Regions from separate parts of the Mus musculus genome. Here regions 1, 3, 4, 5, 6 and 7 are each linked to region 2. Evidence: chromatin contacts called from public ChIA-PET, HiChIP or PLAC-seq and promoter capture Hi-C data. All regions are on one chromosome and are shown on one strand. Each heading gives the region's core, a stretch centred on a gene start, on an enhancer-like site or on the middle of the called end of the contact. The rest is flanking DNA. Distances are from core to core; before and after follow the strand shown.

Region 1 (2,700 bases), core at 16-2,515, 590 kb before region 2:
TTCCTCATTTTATGTGTTATATGAAGCCAACTCTCTGCTTATCCTTGGTTGTTCATTCATTCATTTATTTGTTTTCAAGGCGGGGGTGGGATGGGTCTTGCGCCACAGCCCTTGAACTTTCAGCCCTCCTATTCGAGCCTTCTGAGTGGCGGGACTGGAGGCATAAGCTGCCAGACCTAGCTTTTCTCCTTTTCTTGAGCAAGACTGTTGCCGTTGGTGTTTGGAAGGGTTAAAACATGGTTTACTTGAGGAAGAGAACTGTCACTGCATTGAGATGCCTTGTGACTAGCTATATGCAGAGCCTAGGAAGAAAAGAACTCTTTCAAGCCCAGAAGAACGCTTCTAGTAGCTTTTGGGCTGGAGCTTTTACCAGATTTCTGTCTATATTTTCATCAGTTCTCCAAATATCCAAATCATGCTTGTAATACACTTAGTTCTTCCTTTCAATTTCTGAATGGGTCCCTCAAAGATTCAACAACCAGGAAGTTTATATTTATATATATTTAGACTTCTGTGAAGGGCGTTTTTAAACCCCCATTTCCTTCACAATCAATTCTATACAGTGCCCCTACATATTAGTGTTAATGCCTGACACGGCATTTGTCTCGCTAGTACCACTGGAGATTAGTGCCATTACTTAGAAAGCTGGTACTTTGAGTGGGCTCACTGCCTGTTCTGAATCTAGGAGTCTCTCTAACTCCCAGGAAGCCTGTCTTGAATATTTGGTCATGTTTCCTCTCCTATTGCCAGCTCTAGCTCTTGACTTTCTTCATGATGTTTCCTTGCTTATAAAATGGAAATAATTCAAGTATTCACCCCTTACAATTGTTCTGATTAAATACATTACAAGATTTGCTATCAAAATCATGTGACTGTAAGTACTTACAGGTGCCCAATTTTATGTTAGTGAGCCATATATCTTGTTGAGACAAAGGCTGGTTTTACAAAGTGGTATACTTGGTTCAAAAGGATTAAGCACAGTGGCTGAAGTAGAGAGAAAGCTACAAAATTTGGCTATGTGATTTCAAACCTCAGTTAGCTTTGCTAATTTAGAATAGGGTAACAATTGCCAGGAAACATTACATGTGTTTCTTTTGGTTTGGGTCTGGTAGGTTCAACATAGTTATTTGCATTGAGAGGCAATAATAGCACTATTGTATTGATTTTTTTTTAAGAAGAAAAGCATATTTCCTCCCCCTCCCTCCGCCCCAGTTGTCTCATGGGAGTAGTTTGGGGCATAGGGACAAGTGCACGGGACCATCATATCCCTTTTACCAAAAATGGGCACATAATACATTAGAGATTTTAAAATGGAGGAGCAGGACAAGAGATTGGCTTAGGAGAGACACCAATATGCTATTTTTAGACAAGGAAAAAGAAAGCATTTTATTTAAAAACATCTTTGTGAAATTAGAAATGGGAGAGACAGGGCTAATAAGTAAAATGATGGTAAGGAGGTAGACATGGAAATCTTAATGCTTTAAAGCCATCTCTAAAGCCATGCAAACAAGCATCTCCCCAGGGAGACAGATACTGAAACAGAGGCTCCCCTCTTTTCCGGGTGGGGTGAGGCTCACTCCCTTCACTTCTGGGTGGAGTATTTTTAAACCCACAGTGCATTTGCTATTGACCTTTAACTGGTTTTTTTGTTTGTTTCTTTGTTTTTCAGAATCGAGTCCATGGATGCAATATACTCTTGTACCACTGGGGGTCGTTATAATCTTCATCCTGGTTTTCACGGCAATAATAATGATGAAAAGACAAGGTAGGCTGTCTTGTAAGAAGGGTCTTCTTACTGGGCTCAACAGTGGTAGGTGGAATAGATTTTATGCAAGCACAGACTCTTGTATACAGACAATAAGATCTTGTATGCTGTCACTCTATTCACAGGCTCAATCTTACTACTTTAGCTTTCTGGCTGGGAGCCCTGTGAAAAAGAATAAGATCCTCTTGAGATCTTGTCCAGTTCAGTGCAATTCTAGTCTCTTGAGATCCTGTACCAGCTTAAAGGAGTCGGTAGAGGAAAGAGCCACAAGTGTCTAATGTAGAAGACATTGTGCAGATAATTTAAACTCAGCACTGAAGTTTGACTTGTGCAGAAGGCTAAAGGAATCAAAACAGGAGGTACAGCACACTGAGATTTACCAGGGAACAGGATTCAGAGGACTCTTAGATCCAGCCATGAAACGTGTCCCCGGGTAGGCTAAAAGCAGCAAGACTGTGATTCTAAGTTTAAGCACTTTGTATTTCTTCCCAGTTATCCTGTGATTCACTATCTCAAGGCCATATGCCCCCTCAGCCTTACTGACTACCACCCATCTTGATCAGAGCATCCTGACTCAGAGGCCCTGGTTGGCCTTCCTTCAATAGAAGGCAGAACATGATGCTCTTCCCTTCTCGTTGCCGAGCAGATGGCTCATGTCATTCTGAAGCCCGTAAATGTCATCCACATACAGTCTTCTTAGAAAAGCCCTTACCTCAGCACCTTGATGTTGGTTTTGCTTATATAAGATGTCGATTGCAGCATAGCCACTTACCTCTATCTCATTTCCTCCAGCGAAAAGTTCGCTGAGGCGGTGGGGGCGGGGTGTGTTATTCAGATAAAAATTCTGTTGAGAGGTAAGGGTTTGGGAGTGGGTCTACTTAGCCTTAGTAGAAAACAGTGAGATAATGTTAAGGCTAAGAAAGCAGATGGAGTTT
Region 2 (2,700 bases), core at 90-2,589:
ACAATTATGATAATTTAGGCCACGTATACTGTGATAACACAGTATCATTCAAATAACTCTTGACAGGCTCGACTTCTAAGATCAAGCCAGACAGTCTGTGTCAGTTACCATGTGCCTGCAACTGTAATGCAAGGAAGTACAAAGAAATACATACTTTCTACTCTCAAGAACCCTACAATTTAGTTATAAGGTTATTTGAATGGTAATGTGTTATCACAGTATATTATGGGCAATGCATAGTAAAAAACCAATAGAGGTAGTTATTAATCTACACCATGTAATTACATCAAAGCACAGACATACCAGACTATGACTAGAGGTTAATACGGCTCACTCAAAGGATAAATGTGAAGTGTAGGATGAGAGATGTCTAGGCCGAATGGAGCCACTTCTATGGTAATCTAGAAGACATTCCCTAGGGGCAGGCTCAGTTTGTAAGATCAAGGCAGTCTGCGTCAGTTACCATGCGTCTGAGACTGTAATACATTACAAGAAAGTACAAAGAAATAAAGAAATACTTTCTACTCTCACGAACAATTTACTTGAAACTGAAAACATTGTAAAATAAAGTATGAAGTTCTTGGCCCGGCGTGGTGGCGCACGCCTTTAATCCCACCACTTGGGAGGCAGAGGCAGGCGAATTTCTGAGTTCGAGGCCAGCCTGGTCTACAGAGTGAGTTCCAAGACAGCCAGGACTATACAGAGAAATCCTGTCTCGAAAAACCAGAAAAAAAAAAAAAAAAGAGTATGAAGTTTTAAAAAGTCAATTATAAGTGCAGTAAGAAATCAGGAAAAGAATGAAAGAGTTGGAGTCTTTGGCAAGAAACTAATAGTGGTAGGGTGAACGGAGTGGGTTGACGGCCGATTTTGACCTAGTTGAAGAGTTCTTGAAAAGAACGGAGTTGACAGTACTCCAGGGGAGACAATCTAGACGTATTTCGGTAGGAGGAACCTTCTTATCAGGGTAAAAAGACTATTTTATTTTAGGCTTATTCTTTCCATCTGTATTTCCCACTCTCAGTCCTCCAAGCCAGTTGGGCGGGATGTAAGTAGCAGCAGGTAGCAGCTCACTGTGTTCAGCGTCCTCCTCCGTAGATCTGAGCTGGGAACGCGGAAGCTCTGGTTACTAAAAACAAAGTTCACCCAGGTCCCAGGTCCACGACATCTCAGCCACTCCGGGATTTCCGGACAGCGGAAGCGTCGCCAATAAGGGACCGGAAATCCCGCCTTCGCCGGAGGAAGCTGCGGACGCTAGACAGCCAATCCCGAGGAAGGCAATCGTTCCGCGGAGACAGCTGAGAGCCCGCGCGGGGCTGGAGGCCGGAAGTACCGTGGGGGCGGGACTTGGGGTGCCGGAAGTGATCATTCCTCGGTTCTTCCTGTCGGTGCTGTAGCAGAGGAGATGCTCCCGGCGGCTGAGAGGCGTCAGCCCGAGGACGGTTAGCGAGAGGGGCGCAGTGTGGACCCGGGGCCGGGCCGGGCCGGGCGGGTGGCCCGCACTCGGACCATGAGCTACCCCATGCACTGGGGGGAATGGATCCTGAACTTTCGGGTGCCGCCCGCCGGGGTGTTCGGCGTGGCCTTCCTGGCCCGGGTCGCCCTGGTTTTCTACGGTGTCTTCCAGGACCGGACTCTGCTGGTGAGGTACACCGACATAGACTACCACGTGTTCACGGACGCCGCGCGCTTCGTCACGGAAGGGCGCTCCCCGTACCTGCGGGCGACCTACCGCTACACCCCGCTCCTGAGCTGGCTCCTCACCCCCAACGTCTACCTCAGCGAACTCTTCGGCAAGTTTCTCTTCATCAGCTGCGATCTCCTCACCGCCTTCCTCCTGTACCGCCTGCTGCTGCTCAAGGGGCTGGGGCGCCGCCAAGCCTGTGGCTACTGCGTCTTCTGGCTTCTCAACCCTTTGCCCATGGCGGTGTCCAGCCGGGGCAACGCGGACTCCATCGTCGCCTCCCTGGTTCTCTCGACCCTGTACTTCATAGAGAAACGGCTCATCGCGTGCGCCGCGGTGTTCTATGGCTTCGCGGTGCACATGAAGATGTACCCGGTGACCTACATCCTCCCCATAGCGCTCCATCTGCGGCCCGAGCGCGACGATGACGAGCGTCTCCGGCAAGCCCGGTTCTCTTTCCAGGCTCGTTTGTACGACTTCCTGAGGAGGCTGTGTAGCTGGGCAGTGCTGCTTTTCGTAGCAGTTGCAGGGCTCACGTTTGTTGCCCTGAGCTTCGGTTTTTACTATAAGTACGGTTGGGAGTTTTTGGAGCACACCTACTTTTATCACCTAACTAGGAGGGATATCCGCCATAATTTCTCTCCGTACTTCTATATGCTGTATTTGACTGCCGAGAGCAAGTGGAGTTTTACTCTGGGGATTGCGGCGTTCCTGCCACAGTTCATCTTGCTGTCAGCCGCATCTTTCGCCTACTACAGAGACCTTGTCTTCTGCTGTTTCCTTCATACGTCCATTTTTGTGACTTTTAACAAAGTCTGCACCTCTCAGTACTTTCTTTGGTATCTCTGCCTTCTGCCTCTGGTGATGCCACTGGTGAGGATGCCTTGGAAAAGAGCCGTAGTCCTCTTACTGTTCTGGTTCATAGGACAGGCCTTATGGCTGGCTCCTGCATATGTTCTAGAGTTTCAAGGAAAGAACACCTTCCTGTTTATTTGGTTAGCCGGTTTGTTCTTCCTTCT
Region 3 (2,700 bases), core at 21-2,520, 560 kb before region 2:
AGCAAGACAGAAAGAAGGAAGGAAAAGACAGAAGAGATGGAAAGAGAAAATGAAAGAGAAAAGAAAGACAGACAGGAGGAAGAAGAGAAATAAGAATGAAGGAAGGAAGGAAGGAAGGAAGGAAGAAGAGAGAAAGAAAGAAAGAAAGAAAGAAAGAAAGAAAGAAAGAAAGAAAGAAAGAAAGAAAGAAAGAAAGAAAGAAAGATGGAAAGAGAAAAACAAAGAGAGATGGAAGGAAGGCAGAAGAGAAAGAAGGAATGAATGAAGGGAGAAGGAAAAGAAGGAAGGAAGGAAGAAAGAAAGAAAGAAAGAAAGAAAGAAAGAAAGAAAGAAAGAAAGAAGGAAGAAAGAAAGAAAAAGAAGATGGATAGAGAAAAAGAAAGACAGACAAAAGAAAGGAAGAGGAAAAAGAAAGAAAGAAAGAAAGAAAGAAAGAAAGAAAGAAAGAAAGAAAGAAAGAAAGAAAGAAAGAAAGATGGAAAGAGAAAAACAAAGAGAGATGGAAGGAAGGCAGAAGAGAAAGAAGGAATGAATGAAGGGAGAAGGAAAAGAAGGAAGGAAGGAAGGAAGGAAGAAAGAGAAAGAAGATGGAAAGAGAAAAAGACAGACAGAAGAAAGGAAGAGGAGAAAGAAAGAAAAGAAAGAAAGAAAGAAAGAAAGAAAGAAAGAAAGAAAGAAAGAAACAAAGAAACAAAGAAAGAAACAAAGAAAGAAAGAAAGAAAGAAAGGAGGAAAGAGAAAAAGAAAGAAAGATGGAAGGAAGGAAGGAAGGAAGGAAGGAAGGAAGGAAGGAAGGAAGGAAGAAGAGAAAGAAGGAATGAATGACGGGAGAAAGGAAAAAAGAAAGGAAGAAGAAAAAAGAAAGAAAAACAGAAAGAAGGAAAGAAGATCAATGTTCTAAATAAAAACAAGCTCCACACATTGTCTATATGAGAATAGTGGGACAACGGCATCTAAAACCCCCCATGGCGTCCCCATTATCTCTCCTACATCTGAAGGATGTAGATTTAGTCATGTACTTGCTGAAACTGTAACTAGGTTCATCTTAGCTCAAGACACTTAACAGGCAGGGGAGGGGTAGCTGCCCTACCCCCCGCAGATAAGAAGGCCTAATATGGGTTGGTGACAGGATCTAAGCATAGTTAACTGAGGTAAGTCAATTCACTGAAGAATTCTAGCTGTGCTCACTTTACAGATAGTTTCTAATGTCATGCTATGGCTTGTCGTAATGGGTTGTTCTGCTCATTTAACAGCATCCCTGTGTTCTACCACTAGGTGTCAGTATCACATCCTCTATTCTCCCTCTGTATGCGTGAAGAAACCGTTCACTGCCTAAGGTGTGAGGCCCAGAATCTGAATCCCAGCAGTGGAGCTACACTGAGAACAGGCAGTAAAATAGTCACGTGGCACTTAACAATGAAAATAATTTCTTAGAAGTGTGTAATTGGACGATTTCACTGTTTTTCAACAACCTTAAAATATGTTTCACAAGCCTAAATGGTATAGTTGACTACATGTCTATGGTGTGTGTGTGTGTGTGTGTGTGTGTGTGTGTGTGTGTGTGTGTGTAGCTTATTGCTCCTCAGCCCATACTGAACAAAATAGATTAGATCAAACACAAGAGAAAAGCTATACACTCAAGAAACACAACACAAATTGATGAGTGGCTGTTGCTATGCTCTGTGCACTGCCTGACTGTTGATAGCAAAACTGCTTAACAAGTGAAAGGCAGAAATGCTAAAACACCAACCAAGAATTATAGTAGAGTAAGCACATTAACTAGTATCACACTTGTTATCAACTATAATGTGCTCTGCATGCATGCATCCCCGGATTGTCTCGGACCTGCCAGCAACCTAAGTAATGACACAGAGACCTTTTATTAATTATGAAAGCTTGGCCTTAGCTTAAGCTTGTTCCCAAGTAGCTCTTACACTTAAATTGGCCCATTTATATTAATCTACGTTCCGCCTTGAGGCTCGTTACTTCCTGAGTACTTGGTTCTTCCTCTACATCTGGCTGGAGAATATTCCACATCTGACTTCCAGAGTTCCTATCTCTCTGCCCGGAAGCCCCACCTATCCTTTCCTGCCTTGATATAGGCTGTCAGCTCTTTATTAAACCAATCAGAAGTTATTGAAGGGAATGTTTACAAAGTATTTTTTTGCACCCAAGAGAAAAACAATACTAAACTCTGGACTGTAATCATGCTGGTACAGAAATCAACATTTGAATAATATAAAGGCAACCTTTATGCAGTGCACAAAAAGATTACTCCAGCATGTATATGTTCTATAGGACTTACAGTGTGGTGGGTTTGAGTGCACCAGGATCATTGCAAATGTGTGAATAATGTACTGTGCAAGGGTCCTCCTGCAGTCTTATGGGGCCACTGTTGTATCTGCAGTAACTTGACCAAAACCTTGTTATGAAATACGTAAGTTAGTTATTACAAGAAGGTCACTACAGTGTTTTCTGGGACGCACTAGAAAATAAAAGCAGAAGTTGATAACGTTCCCACAAAGACCATAGCTGCAATGTGCAGTCACGTCAATGCTAGGAAGTGTGGGGACCTAGGTAAACAGAAGTCAAGAAGGTAAGATTGTTTTTTTGTGTGAAGTTTGGTCTGGCTATGGAAATGCAGAGAAATTTAATGAAAAGACAAAAGAATCAGAAATAGAACCACTATATGACATTCCC
Region 4 (2,700 bases), core at 193-2,692, 970 kb before region 2:
TTATTTTGCAGAAGAGGTCCTCCCATTTTAGGAAAAGGGAATGTTGGGCTGAAGAGATAGCTCAGAGGTTAAGAGCACCTACTGTTCTTCCAGAGGTCCTGAGTTCAATTCCTAGCAATCACATGATGGCTCACAACCATCTGTAACGGAATTTGATGCCTTCTACGGGTGAGTCTGAAGAGAGCAATGGTGTACTCATTCATATACATAAAATAAATAAAGAAAGAAAAGAAAAAGGAAAAGAAAAGTAGAGGGAATGTCACTCAATTTGGCTCTAGCACTGTCTCTGCACAGGCTGGGGCTACAGGCCACCATTTAGCAATGGTGGGTATTTGATAATAAAAGCTGAATTTTTTTTTTAACATTTAAACAGTGTATGTACTTTGTCTTATTAAAGTTTTGGGTGAATGGTATCACATTCCAAAGTTGCCAAAATGTATATATCTTGTTTTTTCTTATTTAGATATTCTTCCTCAGTTGTCATGGGAAACTGTAGCTAGAAAGTAGAACTGGGTTCATGGTGGTCAAGAAATGAGGAAGAGAAACCTGTATTTACATAATGTTCATCTAATGCCAGGAATTGGGCCAGATTTGTGTGCATAAAAACTTTGCTCTTGAATTTATTTAATCCACTTGATGTGAAGTTGGTATTGGTATTTCCGTTTTACAAAGAAATTGAGCTGTAGTTAAGTAAAAATGCCCATCAAAAACCTCAGAGTTAAGAAGTGTTAGTTTCTAGGTGTGGTGGCTGTCTTTAATCCTAGCACTTGGGAGTGGAGAGATCTATGTGTATTCGAGTCCAGCATAGTTTATGTAGGACTACATAGAAATACCCTATCGCAAAAAAAAAAAAAAAAAAAAAAAAGTGTCAGTTCAGAGTCTGAATGGCTTCAGAATCTGAATTCTAGCTATTGCTATTATACTTCACTATTCCAAAATCACTCTGGGTACACCCAGAATGAAGAAAATGGTAATCAAACTCGTCCCCACACGTATTTAAGAGCCTGAGGAAAAGCTATGAGGTCTTTGGAGTATTGCTGACGTTAATACAAAGGTATATACCCAGATCCACGTACACTCAGAAATGTCCCAAAGTCCACTTGGAACCCCCTCAAAGTGATGCCCTGATCCAAGATGGCGTCCCACATTGCCCTTATGAAAGATGGCGCCTAAGATTGCCGTTCCACCCTCTACTTCCTTTTACTGGAAGTAAAAGGGCTCCGCCTACCACAAGGATGGAAGTACAATTTAGTCGGGTTTTTTTTTTCCTGGTTCTTACTGAAAACAAAGGCCTCTAGCGAGGTCCCCAAGGATACCGTCTGTTTCCCTTCAGAGCCTGCGACCACTCACGTACCCACATCCGCTCTAGCGGGCATCAGATTTGAAGCGAGCGGAAGTGTGGCAGCTCGGGGGGCCGTCCGTCGGCTGGGCGGGTCGAGGGCACACTTCCGCCCCTCACCAACATGGCCGCAGGCTGGGACTGCGCATGAGCAGCTGTCTATGGAGAGACCTAGATCCAAAGACGGAGAAGGCTGCCGGGGGAAATCGGCGACTGAAGCGGCCTGGCCCGGTGAGTGCGTCGGAGCCGGCCGGAGTCCGGACGCCGGTGGATCGGCATGGCGGGGCACCTTTGCTTTGGCTGGCGTTTCCCAGGCCAGGCCACGCCTGGGCACGGAGCCTTTGTTTTGGGGGAGGGGGCCGTGCCCGGCTCTTTCTCTCCTGCTTTGTGGGCCGAGCTCGCTCCCCGCCCCGGTGTGCACACGTCCCAGCCGCCTGCGGTGGGTATCCAGCTTCGAGCCGCAGGCCCGGGAAGGTCCCCGGCGTCCTTTCCCCGTCTCTCCTCCGCGGAGCAGCTGGGGCGCAGGCGAGCTGGGCTGGGACCGGCGGGGTCACCGCGCGGGCTGCGGGGCTCGCGCCTGCCGGGTACTCAGGTCCCCAAGCGCCTACTACTAGTCGGTGGGCCTGCAGGGAGACGCGTCGTTCTCGGGCAAGGTCCGGGCGCTTGAAGTCTTTGGGAACTTGATCTGGTTTTTGTGTGTGGGTGGTGGTGGGGGGTGTTTTGTTTTTTAAATTTCTGCCTTTGCGTCTGTGCTTGGTGAGGACGTTTGCTGGGCTCTCCTTTTGAGCATGCAAAACCACAAAATCCTAGGCTGATTTCCGTATCACGTATTATTAATGCTCAGGATGCTTCCGGATATACAACCAAGGTTTGAGTAAGGAGCCTACCGCCGTTTCTGGGTAGCCTCAGAAGTTGCGCTGACAGCTGTTGGCTATACGGTTGTCTCGTGCGCCTTGCAGTCTCTTTCATAGCCTCCTCCTGCAGGCCGTGCCAGGAGCTTCAGGAGGAGCTCTTCCTCCTGTTTGAGGATGGAGACCCCCTAGGTGGTCCGTACATCCGGACGCTGCCTCCCTTTGCAGCCTTACTTTCTACGGACAGTTTCACTTTCAGTTCCCTTTTGTTATTGTTGTTAACGTTCTTCTTTGCACACGGTCTTTCCGAGGCGCATTATCCGCTAAACTAAGGTTTTTCTTTGATTAGAAAGGTTTGGAAGATCTTGCGGGTAGAGTGTTTAAAAAAAATCTTGTCCTTTCTTGTTGAGATTATTTTATTGCTTTGTCCTATGCAGCTGTTTCTTTCTGGTGGCATCTGTCTGTACAGTTCTTTGTTTTTTCCCGTTCTCTGGCTGGTTGTCAAAAGTC
Region 5 (2,700 bases), core at 199-2,698, 610 kb before region 2:
GTTGTGTGACTCAAGGGCATGCATTATTCTTGAAAACTCTGATTCAATAGCCAGGTGTGGTGGTGCACACTTTTAATCTCAGCACTTGGGAAGCAGAACCAGGTGAATTGGAGACCAGTCGGGTCTACATGGTGAGTTCCAGGCCAGCAAGAACTACATAGTGAGACCCTATCTCAAAAAAAGAAAATACAATAAAACCATCAGACAAACAAACAAAGGAAAAGGGAAAAGGAAGGAAGGAAGGAAGGAAGGAAGGAAGGAAGGAAGGAAGGGAGGGAGGGAGGGAGGGAGGGAGGGAGGGAGGGAGGGAGGGAGGGAGGGAGGGAGGAAGGAAGGAAACTCCAATTTATATCATTTTTCAATTTCTATGATATTAACCCCTTATGTGGAGTTAATTCCTAGCTACCACAGTGAGGACACATCTGGGAACACACCATGCCCAATACATCATTATGAAGTTGGATACAGGAGGCAGGAGAAGAGAAAACAAAGAGAACTACAGACCAGTTTTCCTCTAACTCCAGCTCTTTCTACCCCATGACCTTTGGGGTCAAGAGTAGATTATCTGTGAATATGACAATGGATTCTAAAAGCATTAGCCTGGGGACTAGTAAGATAGCTTGGTGGATAAGGATACTTGCTGCATAGGCCTGGCAACGTGAGTTTAATTACTTGATCCCACATGATGGAAGAAAAAAGCTGATTCCTAGGGGTTGTTCTTTGACTTTCACACACACACACACACAGCCTCACCTTTCAAAGTCTCCTTTTGAGCTCCTATTCTAGTGTTCTGTTCATGGAAGTTCTTTCTTCCATCCTTTCTCCATAGCAAACCTTACAAACAACTTCTAAATTGAAGGCAACAGAGAGCTAACTTGATTCTGCCCCACTGTGCCTGTCAGGAAAATGGGCTGTTGGTCAGAGATGTCTACGCCTGTCTACTCTATCAGTTTGTGACTATAGCTCAAAGTATCACTTGCACAGGTATTCAATGAGATTATGTAACGAATCATAAGTAACAGTCCTGTCATCTCATGCCAAGTAAGTTACAAATAGAAGTTGAGCTCTGGATTCCCTAATTTGTAGGTGGTCTACTCAATGTCCGTTTTTTTCTTAGGATCCAAGAAGAGTTTACCAGACAGATCTGCTCAAAGAACTTGTGACACCCATTTCCTGGAAACAGCTTAGAAAAAAAGAGGGGTGGGGGGGGAATCACACTTCTTCCCCAAGCCAGGGTTTGACTGATGTGACATTACAGCCCCTTTCCCAACTCCCATGGGTCTGAACACCTGACTTTGGCTTCTCAAGAACAATGAAGTGATAAAGTGATTTAAGCCTGATCATAAATGAGCAATCCTGGAGGCTCAAGTAGAAAAAAAAAAAAAAACCCGGTTGAGACAGGAAGCTGGTTCAGGAACTTGTCAGCAGAGGCAGCACTTCGACGATCAGAGCTTCTTCCTTGGGGGTAACAGTAAGCAGCTGTCCTGCCGAGCTGAGCTGAGCTGAGCTCACAGCTGGGGACCCTGTCTGCGATTGCTGGCTAATGGATCCCAAAGGATCCCTTTCCTGGAGAATACTTCTGTTTCTCTCCCTGGCTTTTGAGTTGAGCTACGGAACAGGTGAGTGTCCATTTGTTTAAAGGGTTTGAGTCTTGTGTTTAGCAGTTTGGAATCAGCAGAGCCCCATGGATGGAGAAGCCAAGGGCTGGGGAGTGCTGTTCAGTTGCCTCTTCTTTAAGGAGAGTGCCTCTGGGTTTCCACTGTGTCTTTCAAAGAGGAAGAAACCTGTTGAGTTCCCTGAGCCTTGGGCTACAAGGATTTGTCCCATCTACACTAGTTTCTATGGAAACCAGAAGCTAAAGGCACCTGCTATGTCCATAGTCAGCTTCCTGGACTCAGGCTAAAATTCTGAGTAGCTGGTTTATGTGGCTACCCTTCTGGCAAAGACCCAGGCTAGGGACCAAAGCTCTGGGACACTTGACCTATACTTCTGCTGAGGAAAACGACTCTCACATGTACATCATTGGCAGACAAAGAACACCGGTCCAGTGAAAAGCAAGGGTGATAGGAGCAACAGGTAGAAGTGGGAAACCTCAGACCTTAGGCTCACACCAGACAGTGGCTGCGGTGTGGTCATGCTTTCTTATAAGAGATGACTCCAAAGCACCAAGAAGAGGAAACGTTGGGATTTTGGAGCCCAGGGTTGCTTACAGAATGGGGAAAGTGCAATCAGGAAACTTCAAGGCTCTGCAGTGGGCTCAAGTGATGGCAAAGGGTTAAAGGAGCAGGACTTCTCTCCCATCCCTCTGGTTCTTCTCTTTTCCAAGGCAAGCTGTTGTTTTCTACTTAGTGGGTGGGAACTGTAAGGAAAGGTATTGGAGAGCAACCGTGCTAAGCAGTGCATACTGGGCTAACCATGGAATGAATGGTCAACTCCATTGTAGAGTTTAATTAGATTGTGGGAGACAGCCTGGCAGAGATGGCTTTAGGAAGCGGATCGGGGAAATCCTGAGAGCCAGAGCATTTTGGTCGTGGGGGATTCATGACTGTAAATCCATTATGGACTTTTCTAAGAAAAACCCTGAAATGTGCCAGGGATTGGGGGTGGGGGGCTGTACCTAGAATCTTTTATTCAAGTCTCAGATGAGGAGACCCTTGTCTAGCTCCACTTTGAGATAATCAAACTGAGCATCTTTGGAGG
Region 6 (2,700 bases), core at 52-2,551, 990 kb before region 2:
CTGTGGTTCTGGAAAGTTCTCTTCCTAGGATGCCTTCACCCACAGAGGTTCTGGGGAGGGGGCTGACAGCTGGAGGAGTCTGGAACCTGGGGTATGAGGTCTGAACACTGGATAAGAGACTAGGGATGGGGGGGCTTGGCTCCCATGGCCCCTCGAATCTTGTCCTCGCTGTGTCTACAGTGGTTTGTACCTTCACGGCGTTGGGACTTGTTGTCAAGGACTCCTGGTTCAGTTGTGTTGAGGGCAGAGGGTAGGTCGCGGGGAAGGTGGAAGTTCAGGTGAAGAGAAAGGGGTGTTGTGGGTGAGGGTGAGAACAGGCCCTTCCCCAGGGGTTTCTGAGTCATTAATCCGGGGCTCTCTGGCACTTTGTATGTGTGGAGCCTGGGGTAAGATGTTTGTTTTTCTTTAGCCTGCCCAAACTTACGCAGTCAGAATACTGGGATTTAGTATCCAACCCTTGTGTGGCCTGAAATCTGCTGGTCTAAAGGAGAAACTCTCATTTCATTCCCAAGCAGCCCAGGACTTATGGACCCCAAGGATCTGGGGTCTTAGTATGTATATTTCATGTAAATATATGTATATTTGTACATAAAATGATATTCTGTTTTTAAATAAACAGATAAAACCTTTTTTTGTCTGATTCCTGTCTTGCCCCTTGAACTGGGTAAGTCACAAGTGCTATGGACTGAGTCTCTATGTGATTCCCTCCCAGGGAAAGGGCCCAGATACAGCTAAGAAAGGAGCAAGTGGCTTTCAAAAGACATTGTAACCATTTCTGAGAGCCCTCAGGTAGGGCCGTGTGGACATAACCTCCTTTTGGGGAAGCCAGTGCCTTAGTTTCTAAAGTGGTTCTAATCTGACTGTACTGGAAACTTCCAGCAGCTGTGTGGGGTGGTCAGCCGTGTACCCTTTGACAGACAAAGAAACTGAAACTCAAAGTCACCTGGTCTGTGTCCTCATTTTCAAATGTACAGCGACTGGAGGCTCAGTGAAGTAATGTGACCTGACCAAGATGGCAGGGTCATCAAAGAATCCCCCACCCTGGGTATGTTCTTCGTGGTCCTTTCCTGCCGTGCTCACAGGCAAAGCCTCGGGTCTCTGTCCCACCTAGAGATTTCGGTCTCTAGAAATGGCAGCCACCTGCTCACACCCCAGGCACCCTTACTCCACCCCGAGATTCTGACATCACCTTCTGCTGTGACCAATGAATGGAGTCCCAGCAATGATGAGGATGTGAATGCCAGCTACCTCCCCCACCCGAGGCCTGTGGTTGCAAAGATGCTCTAACAGGAAGCGGGTTTGAGGAGCTGCACAGCTTCCTGCTCCCCCTCGAGCTGCACAGGACGAGAAGGGCTAGCGCTCAGCTTGGCCACGAGACACAGCTTCATGCCAGGGTTCTGGTAGCTTCCTCTTCCATATCTACTTCCGTGTGGCCCCAGGGGCCCCCCAGAGGCAAGCGCTGCTGTCCCTTGCCCAGGCCACCCTCCACCTCCAGTTTGGAGCCCTGCCCCCCCTGGGGCTGGGCCAAGCCCAACTACTGACTGGGATTCCATGGGGGACTGGTAGGTCAAAGGTCTTGGGGGACAGAGATCCCGGGGGGCCCTGGTCATGAAGTCTCGGCAGAAAGGAAAGAAGAAGGGCAGCTCTAAGGAACGGGTGTTTGGGTGTGACCTACGTGAGCATCTACAGCACTCGGGCCAGGAAGGTAAGGAGGTCAATTGGAACGGGGCAGCTGGGTGGCTGGATTGCCATGCAGACGCCAACCTTGTCTTCTCCGTTGGGCAGAATGAGCTCTTAGGGAACGGGCAGTGGCCCAGGATCACCACACCTGAGATCTAGGCAAAGGCAAGACAGGAAATGTGGCTCAGAGAAGAAGATGGAGAGGTGCCCTTCTGCGGTAGTTAGGGACCGGGTAGCTGAGAACTCGAGGATGGGAATGCCGAGGGAATGTGTCCCGGGGTGGGGTGGGGGATGAGATTTGGAAAATCTGGAGAGGTGGATGAATCAGATGAGAGAATGGAGACTGGGGACAGGGTGGAGGGAATGGAGGTCGGATGCCAGAAGAATGGCTGAAGGGATAGTTGGTGGAACACTAAGTGGAGATACAGGTAAGAAAGGGCCCAGCGAGTCTGAGGATAGAACTTGCGGAGGGGAGAGGAAGGCATTCTAACTGGAGAACAGCACCAAGGGACAAGGACCTAGCCCTTCTGCACCTTTGCTGGGCCACAGGAGTGGGGGCAGCAGGGAGGAGTGACACTCTTCTTTAAATTGCTTGCAAAGAAGAAACCCGTTGATGGTAGACTGCACCGGGAATGCGGGAAAAGTGAACCAGACTGCTTCAGCCCTGGTTTGAAGTGGGGAGTGGAAACTACAATAAAGAGGGGTGTGCACCCAGTCTGGAGCTCCCTCTGCAGTGGGCCTGGGAGCTCATCACTGTGTAGGACATGCAGTCACCACTCAGAACCAGGCCTTAATTTGTTCTGAAATTGATCAGTGCCGACCCGACTACACTGCCCAGCTTGTTTTCAGCACGCAGAGCAACTTAACAAAAAAAGGGGGCACAATTCTGCCCCCCTCCACTCCACCCCACCCCAATCTGTCATTTCCTCTTTGTCCCCCTTCTCTGGTTGCCTGCAGTGAAGGGAGGGTGGTGGTGGTTCCCAGCTCATTTCCTGCTCTTGGCCCCGCCCTTGTGTCCCC
Region 7 (2,700 bases), core at 160-2,659, 990 kb after region 2:
TCCACTGCTGGTCCTCCCTCCTCCGGGAACCTGAGGCTCTGAGCTGGGGCGTCTTTCTTCCTATCTCTACACAGTTCTTCAAGCCACCCCATTAACCACCAGCAGCCTCTAAGAAGGCTGAGGTGCCCCCACAGCGCTGACCTACATAGCTTGGCCTGGGGCGGGAGGGGCTCTTCCCCAAGTCCCCTCTCCCCTGGCCCCGCCTCCTTTCTTCATTCCCCCCCCCCCCACTCCCTTCCTTCACCTCTTTACCTTTACAAACCTAAGAAGGGTTGAGTTTTAGACTGGGGCAAAGAGGCTAGTCTGCTACCCCACCCTAAATTTGGAGAAATTAATGTTCAGCCCAGGAAAGCTTTGGTTTTCCCATAGATCCTTCTCCCCAAATATCTTGCTCTCTCCGTTTGCTGCCCCGCACCCAAGTATAGGTTTCCTTGCCCAGATTTTAGCACCACTAGGACTAGAGCCAAAGTGGGGCCCCCTCCGCCCTGTGTTGTTGTTTTGCTTCAAGGAGAAGCCCCCTCTCCTTTGCCCACGCCCCCCTCGACAGCCTCACCCAGGCCCCCTTGCCTGCCCACTCAGAGCTCCGCGGCGGGTGGGGGACGCGCGGGGGAGCAGAAATGTTTGCATACAGCAGTTTTGGGGATCGTTCTGGCCACCCAACCCCTACAGACATACATACAGAAACACCCAACACACGCCCTGACTGAAACAGCGACAAATCTCACTCCGCCCCCAACACACACTGACACAGACATACACACAGACTCTGACACAGAAACGCAGCCCCAGACACCAACATAGACGCGCACACCCAGACACACACGGACATCAACACATCCAGACCCCGGTTGCTCAAAATAGACAGCAACCCCCGAGATCCACATCCCTGCTGCACACGTAGACATACACAGTCGGTCGTGTACATAGGAGGTGCACACGCCGGCACACCCCACGGTCCTCAGAGACAGCGATGCTCAGAGACAGACACAAGGGTATTCCAAGAGGCTGGCGACTTGAACCCTCGCTTCCAAACAAAGCCAACAGGCTCCCTGCGCCCGGCTCCCCGTCTGAACCCCCACCTCGGGGCACTGGCCACCTCCCCTGGCGCCGCCCCCTCCCTCACTCACCGTCCTGGGAAAGATTGGCCCCGCCGGGCGCCCAGGAGCAGGCGAGGAGCAGGAGCAGGGGCAGGGCGGAAGGGGCCCCCATCGCGCTTCCTGGCCACCTCCCTGGCTGGGCGCTGGCGAGCCTAGATCTCCGGGGACTGGGGCCGGGGGTTCTGGGTAGCCGGCGTCGCTGTCCAAAGGGGCAACCCCGGAGCGGCTTCCAAGCCCGGGGCCGAGGCGGGTACCGGGAGGGAGCCGGCGCTGCTGCAGTCGCCGGGATTAAATAGGGCGCTCGGAGCAAACCATTCGGTTGGAGGTGGAGGGGTGGTGACGGGGGGCTGGGCTGGTGGCGGGGGGGCCTGGATGCCGCATTCCCTACTCCCCCTCGCCTCCCACACCCCCTCCGCGCTTTTGTGGTGCCTTCCATCTTCTCCCCCGGGAGCTCCTCCAGCATCACTCGGGTGTGGAGCAAAGGGAGGGAGCTGACTCAGAAGTGGGACCCCATGCGCACCCCTCTTATGCTTGGGGTGGAGAGAGGGGAGGTGGACAGGGCGGTGGGCCAGCTGGCGACAGAGTCCACTGCAGGCCTGGGCAAGGGCGTGCCCACTTGCCTGAGGTCCTCCGGCCCCGCCTTCTCCTTAGGCAACCGGGATCCCCAAAGCTAGGACACCCCTCTCCACTGTGACCAAGGATGCCTCCCCAGGGTACCTAATTACTCAAGGCATTCTCCTAAGCATAAACCTCCGTAGTTCTCTTACTCAAGACCCTCTTCTTAACTGTCCAGCAACAATTTGTGGTTCCAGGCAACATCCCTTGCAAAGCCGACCCCAGGAGGCCACCGAACCTAATCTCCTTCAAGCCTTCTTTAAAGACGTTATTCCAGACACTAAACAAGGAAGTATCCTGTAAAGTTACTTGGTATTTTCCTCCTCCGTGCTCTGTCTTAGACCCTCTTTCCTGAAACTAGCCTCTCAATATCCTTTCTGCTCGGTCTTTCAGGGGCTCTTCTCAACTTTTAGCTAGTAAGAACCCAGGGTGAAAGCCAGACTCACAGACCCTCTTACAGACCAAGAAGCAGTGAGTAATGCAGCTCTTGTTCCCTGAGGCTATAGAGGAGATGGATGAGAAAGACTGTGTTTGCAACTTGCTCACATTCAAAAAGTCCCGAGTCCCTAGTGTTTGCTGTTCTTCTAGGTTATCTCTGAAAGAGTTTTGGTGTGTTTAAAAAAAAGGATCTTTCTGGGTTCGTTTGGTCGAAATTTAGCTTTGGAGAATACATTTCTAAATTTTAGAAATCAGGGAATTTTAGGTATGCCAAGAATTCTTAGAGTATACCTGATCTAACCCAAAGGAAGTTAGCAGATCTAATCCAGGTTTTACATTCACTTAGAAATAAAAGATCCAGCATTAGGAATGGTAAAGAAAAGTACATAGTGCTTTATTCTACAAGTGGGATGTGGGTGGTTCTAGTAACATCTCCAGTCCATTTTCTGTGCTGCTTTCCTCTGCTAGTATTTAATGTTTGGGTAATCTTTCCTTCCTTATGTCAAGGCTTCTTAACTCTTTATGGTGATGTAGCCAATGTCTCTGTCAC

What was found. Promoter capture Hi-C pulls out the DNA fragments that hold promoters and counts their contacts. ChIA-PET counts read pairs in DNA pulled down with a chosen protein or histone mark. HiChIP or PLAC-seq counts read pairs in DNA pulled down with a chosen protein or histone mark.
Region 1: an H3K4me3 HiChIP or PLAC-seq map of pro-B cells shows a contact between it and region 2, with 2.7 times the contacts expected there. The contact joins the enhancer-like site here to the promoter of Pigm in region 2. A contact is called at or near these places in 4 of 39 promoter capture datasets (the C10 cell line, HPC-7-derived erythroid cells, hippocampal neurons and 1 more) and 3 of 115 datasets of contacts at active chromatin or transcription factors (T-cell acute lymphoblastic leukemia, large pre-B cells and pro-B cells).
Region 3: an H3K4me3 HiChIP or PLAC-seq map of bone marrow-derived macrophages shows a contact between it and region 2, with 2.7 times the contacts expected there. The contact joins the enhancer-like site here to the promoter of Pigm in region 2. A contact is called at or near these places in 8 of 39 promoter capture datasets (the C10 cell line, the HPC-7 cell line, HPC-7-derived erythroid cells and 4 more), 6 of 484 Hi-C or Micro-C datasets (the Ba/F3 cell line, adipose-derived mesenchymal stem cells, cerebellar granule neurons and 3 more) and 5 of 115 datasets of contacts at active chromatin or transcription factors (bone marrow-derived macrophages, differentiating embryonic stem cells, embryonic stem cells and 2 more).
Region 4: a contact with region 2 is called in a promoter capture Hi-C map of liver, with 4 times the contacts expected there. The contact joins the promoter of Usf1 here to the promoter of Pigm in region 2. A contact is called at or near these places in 4 of 39 promoter capture datasets (hippocampal neurons, liver and pre-B cells), 1 of 484 Hi-C or Micro-C datasets (rod photoreceptor) and 2 of 115 datasets of contacts at active chromatin or transcription factors (cardiomyocytes and pro-B cells).
Region 5: an RNA polymerase II ChIA-PET map of memory CD8 T cells shows a contact between it and region 2, with 21 read pairs. The contact joins the promoter of Slamf1 here to the promoter of Pigm in region 2. A contact is called at or near these places in 3 of 39 promoter capture datasets (the C10 cell line, HPC-7-derived erythroid cells and liver) and 2 of 115 datasets of contacts at active chromatin or transcription factors (large pre-B cells and memory CD8 T cells).
Region 6: a contact with region 2 is called in an RNA polymerase II ChIA-PET map of memory CD8 T cells, with 11 read pairs. The contact joins the promoter of Arhgap30 here to the promoter of Pigm in region 2. A contact is called at or near these places in 3 of 39 promoter capture datasets (hippocampal neurons and liver), 1 of 115 datasets of contacts at active chromatin or transcription factors (memory CD8 T cells) and 1 of 9 other capture datasets (liver).
Region 7: a contact with region 2 is called in a promoter capture Hi-C map of second pharyngeal arch cranial neural crest. The contact joins the promoter of Cadm3 here to the promoter of Pigm in region 2. A contact is called at or near these places in 12 of 39 promoter capture datasets (the C10 cell line, cranial neural crest, embryonic stem cells and 8 more), 15 of 115 datasets of contacts at active chromatin or transcription factors (VIP interneurons, bone marrow-derived macrophages, embryonic basal ganglia and 8 more) and 1 of 9 other capture datasets (embryonic stem cells).

The regions. Positions count from the first base shown.
Region 1 is chr1:171,786,271-171,788,970 of GRCm38.p6, forward strand. It overlaps Slamf1 (signaling lymphocytic activation molecule family member 1), which reads left to right. Exons shown (of 7, transcript NM_013730.4): 4 at 1,670-1,765. Among named protein-coding and RNA genes, the nearest start is that of Slamf1, 20 kb to the left of the region's middle. Within about 2 kb of position 1,266, at least 44 of the 459 cell types and tissues checked have an H3K27ac peak or open chromatin away from gene starts, as enhancers often do. A contact at or near this core is called in hippocampal neurons and pro-B cells, where this site is marked.
Region 2 is chr1:172,375,192-172,377,891 of GRCm38.p6, forward strand. Pigm (phosphatidylinositol glycan anchor biosynthesis, class M) reads left to right here and starts at 1,340. Exons shown (of 1, transcript NM_026234.4): 1 at 1,340-2,700. The coding sequence starts at 1,508.
Region 3 is chr1:171,814,696-171,817,395 of GRCm38.p6, forward strand. No RefSeq gene overlaps it. Among named protein-coding and RNA genes, the nearest start is that of Cd84, 24 kb to the right of the region's middle. Within about 2 kb of position 1,271, at least 10 of the 459 cell types and tissues checked have an H3K27ac peak or open chromatin away from gene starts, as enhancers often do. A contact at or near this core is called in the Ba/F3 cell line, the HPC-7 cell line and bone marrow-derived macrophages, where this site is marked.
Region 4 is chr1:171,409,871-171,412,570 of GRCm38.p6, forward strand. Usf1 (upstream transcription factor 1) reads left to right here and starts at 1,443. Exons shown (of 10, transcript NM_001305676.1): 1 at 1,443-1,570. Arhgap30 (Rho GTPase activating protein 30) reads left to right here. Exons shown (of 12, transcript NM_001005508.2): 12 at 1-370.
Region 5 is chr1:171,765,684-171,768,383 of GRCm38.p6, forward strand. Slamf1 (signaling lymphocytic activation molecule family member 1) reads left to right here and starts at 1,449. Exons shown (of 7, transcript NM_013730.4): 1 at 1,449-1,619. The coding sequence starts at 1,544.
Region 6 is chr1:171,387,659-171,390,358 of GRCm38.p6, forward strand. Arhgap30 (Rho GTPase activating protein 30) reads left to right here and starts at 1,302. Exons shown (of 12, transcript NM_001005508.2): 1 at 1,302-1,705. The coding sequence starts at 1,609. It overlaps Nectin4 (nectin cell adhesion molecule 4), which reads left to right. Exons shown (of 9, transcript NM_027893.3): 9 at 1-629.
Region 7 is chr1:173,366,286-173,368,985 of GRCm38.p6, forward strand. It overlaps Cadm3 (cell adhesion molecule 3), which reads right to left and starts at 1,410. Exons shown (of 9, transcript NM_053199.3): 1 at 1,128-1,410. The coding sequence starts at 1,209. It also overlaps a transcript of Aim2 not described here.